Linked DNA regions of Hordeum vulgare: region 1 is linked to region 2. The links are chromatin contacts, called in public Hi-C maps. All regions are on one chromosome and are shown on one strand. Each heading gives the region's core, a stretch centred on a gene start, on an enhancer-like site or on the middle of the called end of the contact. The rest is flanking DNA. Distances are from core to core; before and after follow the strand shown.

What was found. Hi-C and Micro-C count contacts between places; a contact is called where the count stands out from the background.
Region 1: a Hi-C map of seedling shows a contact between it and region 2, with 4 times the contacts expected there. The contact joins the promoter of LOC123439567 here to the promoter of LOC123439563 in region 2. A contact is called at or near these places in 2 of 6 Hi-C or Micro-C datasets (leaf and seedling).

Annotation. Positions count from the first base shown.
Region 1 is chr3H:80,175,583-80,178,718 of MorexV3_pseudomolecules_assembly, forward strand. LOC123439567 (probable glutathione S-transferase GSTU6) reads left to right here and starts at 1,820. Exons shown (of 1, transcript XM_045116263.1): 1 at 1,820-2,980. The coding sequence starts at 2,119. The coding sequence ends at 2,871. It overlaps TRNAP-AGG (a tRNA gene), which reads right to left and starts at 3,092; the gene lies at 3,021-3,092.
Region 2 is chr3H:79,661,861-79,664,970 of MorexV3_pseudomolecules_assembly, forward strand. LOC123439563 (polygalacturonase ADPG2-like) reads right to left here and starts at 1,425. Exons shown (of 8, transcript XM_045116259.1): 1 at 1,282-1,425; 2 at 1,073-1,204; 3 at 801-950; 4 at 327-534; 5 at 100-181. The coding sequence starts at 1,326.

The DNA of each region.
Region 1 (3,136 bases), core at 570-3,069, 510 kb after region 2:
TGTCTATGATTGAAGCTTTTTTTTTGAAAGATCTAGCAGCTAGCTGGCTTATATTGAACAAAGCAGATAGAAAGGCGGGCTACAACAAGGTGGGATTGATCCTAAGGATCAAGGAAAAAAAAGAAGAGTAAAAAAGGGAACAACATCCCAGAAAAGACCTACTAACTTCTCCCAGTGATTCCCCGAATGGGTGCTCGAGGCAGGCCGCTCCCGCCTGCCTCGAGAACTCTATGGCAGGCAGCTCCGACTCTGAAGGAAAGATTCAAAGAAGAACTATGCCAGGCTGGTGCCGTGGAAGAACACCGAACGGACCAGCTGCTGCCTGTCATCATTGCCACAGGGGTCCCGCCGCTGCAGCTCCGACTTCACTCGCCCCATCATCGTTGCCACAGCAGCCTCGACGCCACAACAACGCTTTCCATCACCTAACCTTCCAACACACCCCTTGGTCCCTGTGACCGGATTAACCTCCAAAATCGATGCCCTCAAGAGGGGAGCGGCGTCAAATGCCGCCAACGACCGACCCTTGGGTCTGGAGTTTCCTCCGGAGTTGTCCCTCGCAGAGGAAGAGAGAGCGTCCCGTCGACGCCTTCAGGAAGGTCACGGCGTCCACGGACGCCGCCCTTCACAGGCTCCAACCATGGCCAGAAACGGGTTTTCACCCAGCCCTCGAAATCCTCTGGTCGACAGCCAATCCGTCAGCCCACCTTCGGACCTCCTCTACGCTGCACCTCCACGCATCAGCCACCCAGGCAGCCAAATCTTGCATCCCTATCGCCGCAGCACGATTGGATGCTCTCTCTTGGCCCGCAACCAACACCACCGCGCCGCCCAGCAGGAACGACGCCCGAGCTCCGGGGCCGCCCCGGCGTCCAGGCTCAGCCCCCCTGCAGCACCGCATCCGCACAGCCTCCAGCAGCCGCCGCCGCGCAGATCTGGCGCTGCCGCAGCAGCCCCCTCACGCCCCGCCACCAGCTGTGTCGCCGAAGCCCGACCGGAGCACCGGATCCCAAAGCCCCAGGCACCGGAACCCTGACCTGGGAGGGAGAGGGGTCGGTCGGGGGCCTTCACTTGCCTATCCCTGAGAGGGGTCATCCGCCACCGCGTAGATCTGGCGCCGCCACAGCAGCCCCCTCACGCCCAGCCACCAGTTGTGCCGCCGAAGCCCGACCGGAGCACCGGACCCCCAAGCCCCAGGCACCCCCGCGCCGCGACGCCCGACGCCGGCGCCGTCCCCTGGGCGGAGGGGTCGCTCCGCGCCGCCCCCGACCACCATGAGAACGCGAAGGCCCCACCGCCGCCGGCTCCGGTCGGGCCTTACCCGACCGAGCCCCGGGGCGGCGGCGGGGGAGACAGGCGAGGGAGGGGAGGGGGCTGGGCGGCGGATCTGGGATCCGCCCGGTCGCCGCGCGGGGCGACCTGGGAGGGCAGGCGTTTCCTCTCCACCGACAGAGTTAATGCACGTACGTTTGCAAGCTTCCCTTAAAAGGCAAGGCCTATGCGTTGTGCAACGAACCAGTTGGGCTTTTTTCAACATTGTTTGACTGTTGCAACACTTGTATACGAACGAACCCGACCATGACAACAGGCGAAGGCTGGAACCAACAGAGCGGGCGGTCGATGGGACGAGCATCGACGATGCGGGCGGTCGATGGGGCAGGCACCAGCGATGCGGACGGCAGCAGCACACGGACGCAGGGATCGCGTGGGTCGCATGCGATCGGCCCGAGCATTCAGCCAGCGCACCGGTTTCAACGTTTCCCTAAACAATTTTTTGAATGTCGACGAAAATCGGTGGTATATGATCCGCCTGGCCTCACTCTTACATGCTCATAGAGCCACCGAGGAAAGATCGGACCGACTGATGAGAGTTGTGCATATCTGACTTTCCATTCTTAGCTGTCACAACGAAAGAAAATAGCAAGAAATGGCCAGTTTGCTCACTTGGTCGCGCCAAAAATGGCATCCGAGATAGGATAACCATTCCGATTTTACACTCACGGCCACACCCTCGCCGTCACGCATGACGAAACGAGGTGCTATATCTGAGCAGGCAGACGATTCGTGCCCTGCGCCACACCAGATCCACCAACCACTCGACCGGCGGAGACAGCAGCAATGGCGGCGGCGGCGGCTGAAGCGACCGGAGGCGGCGGCGGCGGCAGGGAGGAGGGGCTGACGCTGCTGGGGTTCTGGACGAGCCCGTTCGCGCTGCGGGCGCGGTTCGCGCTGAACCTCAAGGGCATCCCCTACGAGTACGTGGAGGAGGACCTGTTCGGCGAGCGGGGCAAGAGCCAGCTCCTCCTCGCCTCCAACCCGGCCCACGGCGGGAAGGTGCCCGTGCTCATCCACGGCGGCCGCGCCGTCGCCGAGTCTCTGGTCATCGTGGAGTACGTCGACGAGGCGTTCCCGGAGAGCCTCCCGCGCCTCCTCCCCGACGACCCGCACGGCCGCGCCGCCGCCCGGTTCTGGGCCGCCTACGTCGACCAGAAGCTGCTCCCCACGTGGATCCCGCTCTACGGCGGGAAGACGGCCGAGGAGAGGGCGCGGGCGGCGGGGGAGGTCGTCTCCGTGCTGGAGGCGTTCGAGGGGGAGCTCGGGGACAAGGACTTCTTCGGCGGGGACGGCGTGGGGCTGGTGGACGTGGTGCTCGGCGGGTTCGTCGGGTGGTTGCGCGCGTCCGAGGCCATGTGCGGCGTGCGGACCCTCGACCCGGCCAGGACGCCGCGGCTGGCGGCGTGGGCGGGGCGGTTCGGCGCGCTGGACGGCGTGAGGGAGATCGTGCCGGACGCGGCGCCGCTGGTGGAGTACAACCTCATGAAGCGGGCTCGCCGCGGCCTGCCGTATCTGCCGCCGCACCAGACGCAGTAAATCGCTAGTTTTAATTCCAAGGCGAGTGGCTGGATCCATCGCGCGCAGAGGAGGAATTGAATTGATTTTGAATCTGATCCTTTAATAAAGTCTGTGTTCTTGTTTGGAACTCTGGATTTCTGCAGAGGCAAAAAAAAAAGAAAAATAAAGGGGCATTCCGAGAATTGAACTCGGGACCTCTCGCACCCTAAGCGAGAATCATACCACTAGACCAAATGCCCTTGTTCGAAATAAATTGGGCAAGTAGGTTATTTGAATATTTGGA
Region 2 (3,110 bases), core at 175-2,674:
TGCTTAGCTTAATGTATGCCACTCACTAGAGAAGTTCATCAATCCTTATGCACTTGGTCAGTACAGGCCTGCATGAGAAAGGATGTACATTTGTATTACCTAATGCCATGACCAGGCCCACACGTGATGTCGGTAACGTTGACATCGGTCGTGCCCGTCAGAATCGACACACAGTCATCGCCTGCACTTGTCGAATGTATCTATGTCAGCAGCAGTGTTGCAAGCATACATATCAAGAGTGTTGCAAACACACGTGTGGTCATACTGCAACACACATGGAAGTAATGGGTTTTATCAAGGGCTACTCAAGGAGGGCGGGGCTGTACCGGACTGGATGGAGCAGGAGGAGATGTGCACATGGCTGCAGCCCCCCATGGTGATCCCGTCAGTGTTGGGGCTGTCGCCAGGGGCGGTGATGGAGACGTTGTTCACCTGCGCGTGGCTGCACTTGTACATGCTGATGTGCTTCTCGGCGCTGTCCTTGAGGCGTATGTTGGTCACCCGTAGACCGTTGCAGAACGAGAATGCCACCAGCTGGTTTACATGTGTGTGCAGGTCTGAATGAGTTTCAACATACATACAGATCGATCTTTGTCTTTCTATACCGGACTAGTAGTTCCGGATTGAAACTGAAAAGGGTATTTTTGGATCGACAACTGGAAGACGTGTTGCGTGTGTGCTTACCATTGGCCGGGCACTGCATTTCTGTCAGAGTTGAGAGGGGCAGCTGATCAGATTGTGGGCAAGATATGAAGATGGATTGAAGAAGCAACGGCTATGTTTGTGTCTGTTGTTGTTACCTTATGGTTGTGGCAATCCCACCAGGGGGCGCCTCGGCCGTCGATCTGGCCGCTCCCGTCCACCGTCAGGTTGTCGACCTCGTGGAAGGTCAGTATGTTTGACGATTTTAGCTGCCAGAGAGTTTTTGGCGCCACGATGTCCCCGTCCACCTGCAGAAACGCTCCAACCTCAGTTACATTGTCGGCTATTATATGTAATGTACTAGAGATTTGACAAGAAGATGGATGACCCAGGACGGTCAGATCGTCGGTAGACGGTAGGTGTTTGTTACCTGGACGGTGATGGGCGACCTGCAGGGTCCACTGAAAGTGGCGTCGCGCAGCAAGAAGGTCCTTCCTGCAGGGATGTACACGTTCGCCCCGCCGCTGTCTCTGCACGCTGAGTTCCATGTCTCCTCGAACGCCTAGACGGAGTATGCAGACGAGTAAGTCAGAAAGATCTCATCTGGTCTGATCGGCAATGTGTACCCTGTTGTTATACCTTGGTATCATCCGTCTCGCCGTCCCCAGCGGCATGGAAAGCCATGACGCTGTACCGAGTCCCTTCGCCTTTCCACACCGCTGTCGCCGTCGCCGCCGCGGCAGCAGATCGAACTGCGGCCGATACCACAAGAAGCAGCAGCACAACCCTCTGCCATTTTCAAGATCCTTACGTTAGGCTAAACAACATATAGATGATGATGATGAGAAGGAAAATCTACATGAAGTACTACTTTTCGACCGAGCTGGTGAGCAATGGTAGAGCGCATACCATGATGGTCACCAACGCCGCCACGATCAGCAACAGAATCGGCCGAAGAAGAGCTTTCCAGGGATGCTAGTACCGTCGGTCGAGTACTGATGATACAGCCAGTCGTGTGTGCGTCAATTTATACGCGCGCGAGACGGGGGCGCGCGAGCGCAGGCGTAGCAGCAGCAAATTGAAGCCAAATATATCTCGTTTGTCGTGGTAGTAAAAGCCGTGGGAATCAAAACTCTCCATGTATTTAGATCTCGTGTTGGAATTCATTTCTTATACGTAGGAGTAGCTAGGTTGGATCGGCGCAGGAGATCGCGGCCGTCTGTCCTTTCCAGGTTTTAAAAGAGGAGATAGCTAGCTGTGCGCGAGCCCCAAAATGCCATGCGGTTATCTCGCGCAGCTGGTCTGTGCGTTGATTGACAATAGAAATAAACTGCGCGCCATTTACAGAATGCAATCGCGGCCGTGTCCCCGCTTGGGATGGCTTGATTAAAAAGGAGGTGAATTTATATTCCCTTGGCGAGCAAGATACAGAGGATATCGTTGCGGGCGGTTAGGGATCAGGCGAATGCATGCATGCACGTGGGCCGTGCAATCGCGAGATGGACGGCCTGGATGGGGCCGTCCGGACAGTCGTCGACAGGTGGGACTCGCACCTATGGACAAGGGCAAAGTTATCAGACGTTTGACTCAGTCCGCCTGACATGTGGGACCGATGCTGACGTGGCTCGATATGCTTTTTTGGCATGAATATGCCTTACGTATACACACCGTATTTTCGTGTATAAGGACTGTATTGAAGCATTTTTCGAGTATGAGGACCATGTTGGATCTAGCCAGCAACTAAAAGGACCGTAGATGCAATTATCTCGCAGTGAATACTCCGAAAATACATTGGCCATCAACGTTTCTTGCGAGTCGTGATGATGGCTCACGTATGTGTGTTAGCGAAAAGTTTCTCCTACTTTTTTAAAATAAATAATCGGTGTAGTGTTTCATGATTTATCTCGAATTATCCTAATATTTAACGGAGCCAATTTTAGAGAAAGAAATGCAGAAGTATTGGGAACTGTGCATCCACATGAAACATACTCAAGTTAATGATTTAGAGAATCCATGACCGTCGAGGGGCATGTGCGAGAGGTGTGATCGCATATGCCTTCGATGAGGGATTAAAGCAGTCCTATTGTGAGAAAACCCAAGAAACCAGGAACTCGTCGACTTAGTTTTTTTAAAAACTGTGCACATACGTAAATTCTTCTTCGGCTCCATGTAAAAAAGAACGTTTTCTCTCCCTTCGTTCACGCTCCATCAGGACGACAAAGAGTCAAGGGCGCCTAGGGTTCTAACTTCCCATCCTGCGACTCAAGCAGCTCGACCCGGTCGGCTGCACCCCTCGCTAGCCTTCAGTGCCTCATCCCAGCCTCTCCCCTGTCTTCCCTGCATCGATCTCGTCTCAGCCTCCCCTTCCATCACGTGCATCGGTCTCCTTTGCCTCCACCTGGTTTTTCCCATTGAGCGGAATCCCGTGGAGTACTAGTTACGTTGCCGACATCCCGTACCCCTAGACA